Regions from separate parts of the Canis lupus genome. Here region 2 is linked to region 1. Evidence: chromatin contacts called from public Hi-C data. All regions are on one chromosome and are shown on one strand. The core of a region is the stretch at or near the end of the contact, and the rest is flanking DNA. Distances in the headings are between cores, read along the strand shown. Region 1 holds the start of EIF4A2 (eukaryotic initiation factor 4A-II). Region 2 has its middle 17 kb from the start of ADIPOQ.

What was found. Hi-C and Micro-C count contacts between places; a contact is called where the count stands out from the background.
Region 2: a Hi-C map of blood shows a contact between it and region 1, with 6 times the contacts expected there. The contact joins the enhancer-like site here to the promoter of EIF4A2 in region 1. A contact is called at or near these places in 3 of 9 Hi-C or Micro-C datasets (amygdala and blood).

What each region holds. Positions count from the first base shown.
Region 1 is chr34:19,524,071-19,527,447 of UU_Cfam_GSD_1.0, forward strand. It overlaps EIF4A2 (eukaryotic initiation factor 4A-II), which reads left to right and starts at 1,265. Exons shown (of 12, transcript XR_005383853.1): 1 at 1,265-1,380; 2 at 2,220-2,265; 3 at 2,354-2,486; 4 at 2,771-2,910. It overlaps LOC119867582 (a small nucleolar RNA gene), which reads left to right and starts at 2,601; the gene lies at 2,601-2,669.
Region 2 is chr34:19,563,452-19,566,731 of UU_Cfam_GSD_1.0, forward strand. No RefSeq gene overlaps it. Among named protein-coding and RNA genes, the nearest start is that of ADIPOQ, 17 kb to the right of the region's middle. Within about 2 kb of position 1,525, at least 15 of the 20 cell types and tissues checked have an H3K27ac peak or open chromatin away from gene starts, as enhancers often do. A contact at or near this core is called in blood, where this site is marked.

The sequences.
Region 1 (3,377 bases), core at 15-2,514:
TGAAAGCAATGTATTTAGAATCAACCATCATACGCAGACGTAGAAAATTATGTCAGTTTTTCCAGGTAGCAGATCTTCGGTGGCCTTCTGAATTAACGAGAAAAATGTTTCCCTGATGATATCTCGCAGTGTGGGTAGTATTTTTAAAATGAAATGACTAAATGCATTGGGCCTACCCCAGGCCTGGGTCAGGGCTACAGTCGGAAACCTCCGCGGCTTCAAGAATCGTGCAGTTTATTTAAGCAGCAGGGGTTGTATCGCTCTCAATTTCCACTAAATCAACATGCATTCGGTATGAAGCAATTAAAGTTCAAAGCCTTTTGGGGGAAAAAAGAAAAGAGCAACATAGACCCGAATCAAAAAAAAAAAAAAAATCTATCTAGTCCCAAAGGGGGCACGGAGCTCTATCTGCCGGAAGCGTCCATTTAAATTCCTACGTTGTAAGGAAAACCAGTCCTTAGCTGTTAACCATTTGCAAAAGTTCAGGATGATTTTGTCGGGCATTCATTCCCCACGCGTTAGGGCGGTCAGCGTTATTTTTTAAGAGCGAGCGAGCGAGAGGAGACCGGGGGCAACCTGAGAGCAGCGTCGGCTGCCGCGGGGACCCCTGCAAAGGGCACTGCACGCTTTTGCCTCGCTTGGCACAGTGCCCTGCGGTGCGCCGGGGGCACCGGGCTTCGGGGACCTGCTCGGAGGCCGACATTTTCCCGAGCAGGAAGTTTTCACACTTTTAGGCTCTGGATGGGTGTTAAGCGCCCCGCCGAAGGCCAGGCGGCTCTTCCCCGGAGAATTAAGCCGCGGGGGGAGCCGGCGGGGCAGCCCCAGGTGCCCCCGTGCAGCGCGAGGCCGCGCCCCCGTCCCCGTCCCCGCCGCCGCCGCCGCCCCCACCCCCGGGCGCCGGACCGCAAGCTCGCCCCGCCGCCCGCGGGGAGAGGCCGGCCGCCGCGCACGCAGCCGCCCCGGGCTTCCGCCTCCCGGCCGCTCGCTCCCCCGGCCGCCTCTGCTTCGGGGCCGCGGAAACCCCGTAGGAGCGGGGCGGGCCGGGAGCGCGGTTTGGCCACCGCTTGCTGCAATATTCTTCCGCCGCGAGGCAAAGAGTCCCAGCCGCCCCCAAGGCCCCGGCATGTCCCGCGGCCCCGTAATATCGAGAAATAACCAAATTTGGGTTTTCCCACCCACTTGCTTGGGCTATTCTCCGAGGTAAGGACCCCAGGATCACAATTTGGTGGGCGACCGGAGAGCGACGAGAAAATTCCTCCGCGAGAAAACGGGTTCCGGCCGCGAGCCTATAAAAAACGGGTGGCGCGGCGCCGCTGTCTTTCCAGTCGGGCGCTGAGTGGCTCTTCGGATCATGTCTGGTGGCTCCGCGGACTATAACAGGTACGGCGCTGCCGCGGGGCCGGGGGTCGCGGCGGGTCGTGGCGGGTCGTGCGACGCCGGCGGAGGTGCTGGCGGTCGGCGAGCAGCCTGGGGGCTGCGGGTTCGCGGGCGTTTCCTGGAGGCTCAGCGCCTCTCTGCCCTTCGAGAAGCTTCCATGATGGGTAGGGCCTGGCCTGCGGGGAGACGAGGGTACAAAAACGGACTGGTTGGAGGGGCTTTTTTTTCCCCCCGTCCCCTCCCGAAGACGCCCTGGCATCCCGGGCGCGTCCCCCGCCCGCCGGCGCACGTTTTAGTTGAGCGGTGGCGCAGTCCGCAGTCGACACCGTGTAGCGGGGGGGGAGCTCTACCGGCGGCGGAAGGCGCGAGTTGCAGGCTCGGCTTTGGGCGGGGGGAGGGGACGGCGGCGCCCGCCCGCTCGCCGGCCGCGGCCTTGCGGGCGGATGGGGCCGCGCCGGCAACCGGGTCCCCGCGAACCGTTGGCACCGCTCTCGCCGGGCCGCGGCCCGCGTCAATCACCGCGGCTTGCGCAGTGTGAGGGGCGGAGCTCAGCGCGTGGAGCTCTCGCGAGACCGGCTGGCGCCGAGACGGGAGCGCCTGGCGCTCGGGCTGGGGGAAGGGCCGGCGGCCGTGGGCCTTTCCTGGGCGTCCCCTGTGGTCGGCCTTGGGGCGGGCGCGCACGGAACGTGACGGGCGCTGCGCCGCCGGCTCCCCGGACTGCAGGCGCGGGTGGTGCGCACGTGTGGGGAGAGTGGCCGGCCTAGCCTAGGCCGTCCCCGGGCCGTGCAGGTAAGAGGGCTGGGGAGAGGGACGTTCTCTAACTGCGGTGTTCTTGTCGGCAGAGAACATGGAGGCCCAGAGGGAATGGACCCCGATGGTGTCATCGAGGTAAGACCTCTGTGTTGGATTCTGGAACGTGGGCAAGGTGAGGTGTTCATCCGACTTACTCAGGCGTCCTTTTGTGTGTGATTTACAGAGCAACTGGAATGAGATTGTTGATAACTTTGACGATATGAATTTAAAGGAGTCTCTTCTTCGGGGCATCTATGCTTACGGTTTTGAGAAGCCTTCAGCTATTCAACAGAGAGCTATTATTCCTTGTATTAAAGGTAAACGAGCTAGCTAGCCCTTTTTGAAACATGCATTAACTGTTCTACATAACTGACCTGGACCATAAAAGGGAAAGTAACTTCTGGGGGAATAGCACCTGTTTGTATTCCTTAAAGTGAAATGATGGCAATCATCTTTCGGGACTGACCTGAAATGAAGAGAATACTCATTGCTGATCACTTGATTATTTGGGCATAATTAATGTTCCAAACGGAATACATGGTGTGAACTAGAAGTGGCGGTTTGATGTGGGATCGGTAAATATGTATCCTACTTTTTTTAGGGTATGATGTGATTGCTCAAGCTCAGTCAGGTACTGGCAAGACAGCCACATTTGCTATTTCCATCCTGCAACAGTTGGAGATTGAGTTCAAGGAGACCCAAGCACTAGTATTGGCCCCCACCAGAGAACTGGCTCAACAGGTATTGATAGTGTAGTTCAAAAAAACTGCTTGCGTGTTGCATAGGTTTCAGGTTTCACAACTGTGAAGAATTTAAAACTTAGTATAAATTGGTCCTATCGATAGGAGCCCTCCTAATTGTCCATGCATGCAGGGAGTTTTTGTTGAGTTAAAAATAGGAACTGGGTGTGCAGGTATGGTTTGCAGGGTTGTGTAACAGATTTGAGAAACCAAAGTGTTTTCAGGGTGGACTACATCTGTTCCCATTTTTAAGTTTGAATGCAGTTGTGCAACATGAAAACTGCAGTGACATGTTATTTGACTGTCTCAGTAGTTTGTGATGCATCTGTTGCATGCTATGTTTTCAAAGCTCACTGCTATATTGGCTTTGAAGTAAGACCTTGCTAATAAAACTAGGTTTTATTAAGGTCGAAAGGACGTAAGCTCCAGTACTTTGGGAAAGACTAAAGTTACCAACAAGTTGTCCCT
Region 2 (3,280 bases), core at 275-2,774, 40 kb after region 1:
CTTGTTACTACTAACAATAATAGCAGGTGCTATTTATTGAACTGCTATGATGTGCCAGGCATGCTAATGTTCTTGATGCACATAGTGTTAATCCTCTCACTCTCTAAAATAGATATGGTTATCTTCACTATGGATGAAAAACTGATGCTTGTGACCCACTGGGCAAAATCCTGACTGTGCCAAATAATCACTGACTGGTTGAACCCTTCAAGGCATTTTCATCCCTAGAGAATGAAAAATTTTGACTAAGGCCTATTCTCTAAGGTTGTGCCTGATTTAAGAGCTCCTTTCCTGGGAGCTGCGGGGCTTCCAGAGTGAAAAAGATTTTGTCTTGCCACCGACTGGCCCAGGGTCTTATGGGAGACATAACCCCAAGGGCACAGAGTGGGATGGTATTGTATGCTAGAGCCCATGCCCTGGAAGGGACATCGTGGCAGGCACCTATGGGACCTCCCACAAAACACCTTCTGCACTCTGTCCTTGTCTTCTTTCTCTGTTCTGCCTTTCCCGAGTCCCTACCATTTTCCTTCTGGTTCTCTTTATTTTCTTTCTCCTTCTGCCCTACCCTAGAAGGGTGCTTTTTTTAAACTATGGGTTTTAAACCATTAGTAGGCCAAAAAAATCGACTCAGTATGTATAGGCCAGCATTAGAAAAAAATGAAATTAGGGATACTTGGGTGGCTCAGTCAGTTAAGTGTGTCTTCAGCTCAGGTCATGATCCCAGGGTTCTGGGATGGAGCCCTGCATCAGGCTCCCTGCTCAGTGGAGAGCCTGCTTCACCTTCTCCCTCTGCCACTATGTCCTGCTTGTGCTCTCTCTCTCTGTGAAATAAAATCTTTAAGAAAACTTTTTTATTGCAATTACACAATTCAAACTCTTAAGGGCATCACTCGTAAGGAGGGTAATATGCTTTTTTAAATTTAATTTCATTTTTAGTTTAATTAAAAAAATTTTAATTCCAGTGTAGTTAACATACAGTGCTTTATTAGTCTCAAGGGTACAATACAGTAATCCAACAGCTGTAGACATTATTCAGCGCTAATCAAGACAAGCTCACTCCTATCTCTGAGGATAATGTTCTGTGTAAAACCTGTTTTAATATGTATCCCTGTGTTTGCCTATACACTGGGTCAAGATGTAAACTTTCTATCTTAAGACATTAGGAAAACATTGCCCTAAAGTGGAGGCCTCCTCTCTTACCTGTGGAATTGCCAGGAAGGCCACAAGCACTTGACAGTCGCCAGCAGGGAGGTGGCATCCGGGGACTGTCAGCGCTGGGAGGATCATCTCTCTCCAGGCTTAGGCAGATCCTTCCTGAAGGCAGGGAATGGCCCAGATGACCCCGAAATGCTGCAGTCTACCCGTGGCCGAGTGTGTGAGGTCCTCTGCGCCAGCCCTGTGCCTGGCTGAGGGTCCCCGTCCCCTCCCGCTGGGCCCACAGGAGAGGGGAAAGCAGCCACCAGTGCCTGGTCATCATTTTGCCCCAGGTGCCACTTACCTGTGGAGTGGCTGGGACCGGCTGTCAGGTCTCTCAGGTGCAGCATCGTCCCCCAGCCTGGGGGACGGCCCCACGCCTGGCTTTGCAGCGGGTGGCCCTGGGGTCCCCGGCCCACGCCCACCCCCACGCCCACCCCTCGGCCTTGTGTGGGGCACTGAGGCCACGAAGCCCTTGTGTTCAGGTGTGATGAGGGCATGTGAGCGTGCCACTTGATGGGAGACGTTGGCAAACTAAATTAAAAAATAATAATAAAATAACTTTCTTTGTACCCCCCAAAACAAACAAACAAACAAACAAGAACGAGGAAAGAACAGTAAGAGGACTCGTCGGCCGCGGCTCCTCCGACTCTCCCTGGAGCCTCAGGACGCCCGGACCGAGCCAGCGTCCCGGGGCGGCCGCGAGGTGCGCGCGCAGGCGCGGTGCGGGCGCCTGAGGACGCGCGGGGCCCCTCCCCGGACCACGGCGCCGCCTCCGTCCCCGCGCAGGCCGCGGGGGCGCCGACGGCCCGGCCCACCCTGAGCGCCCTGCGGACCTGCACCCCGGCCGGCCGGGGGGAGCACCGGGACCGCCTGCCAGGGGCCTGCCCGCGGGGCCGCCGCCCCCCACGCCCCTGCGCGCCGCGGACGAGCGGGGAGCGGCTCCCCGTCCGGCTCTGGGCACACACGGCCGCCAGCTCCGGGGCTGCTCCCCACGCGCCTGCGCGAGCGCCGGGACCCGGGCGGGGGGTGGGGGCTGCTCCTCGCGCGCCTGCGCGAGCTCCGGGACCCGCGGCTGCTCCCCACGCGCCTGCGCGAGCGCCGGGACCCGGGCTGCTCCCCACGCGCCTGCGCGAGCGCCGAAAACCCCCGGGGCTGCTCCGCTAGTACCAGCGCCTGCGCGGGGACCTAGTGCGGACGCCCGCGAACCCCGGGACTGTTCACGCGCCTGCGCGAGCGCCAGGCCTGCGTACGGAGGCCGGAGGAGGCCACGCCCCTGCTGTGGTGCAGCCCGCCGCGGTGTCGCTGTGGGGCCGAGGCTATTCCGTTTCGGGGAGGGTTGGGGCCGTGTTGACCTATGAGAAATTTACGTTTAGGTTTTTTAGTTTTAAAATTAATTTTAGGGGCACCTGGGTGGCTCAGCGGTGGAGCATCTGCCTTCGGCTCAGGGCGTGATCCCGGGGTCCTGGGATCGAGTCCCGCATCGGGCTCCCCGCATGGAGCCTGCTTCTCCCTCTGCCTGTGTCTCTGCCTCTCTCTCTCTCTCGTGAATAAATAAATAAAATCTTAAGAAAAAAAACCACTTTGACCATTGACTAGCCATGTGCCCACTACAGAAATAGACCAACATTTTTAAAGCTTTTTAAAAGGAGAAAAAAAAAAAAAAAGAATGACTCTTCTCTGGGTCAAACGTTTGTCATCTTTCCATTTGTCTAGATGAGAAAGAATACAGCACAATGAGATAAAAAGGACCTAAACCTTTTGGGACCATTATTCTCCATGGTTTTATAATACAGCCTGTTGTCCCCGTGAGGTAACATGCTGTGACTGCTGTGACTGGGCTGAAGGCTGCGTGATTCTGTAAAGTTTGGTGTGTCCCAAATGCACATGAAACCCTCGCTGTGCATTATGCAATATTCAGAGAAAACAGAAATCGTCGAGATCAGCATTTTTTTCCAGATTTGTTTTTCAGAACCAGGAAGAGAATGCAAGAAATCAGCAATTTTCTCCTTCAATTTGCAATATAGGAAAAAAGAAAGCACGTAGCCAGAATTCCTACAGGAAGGAAACCTGCAAACTCTTATTA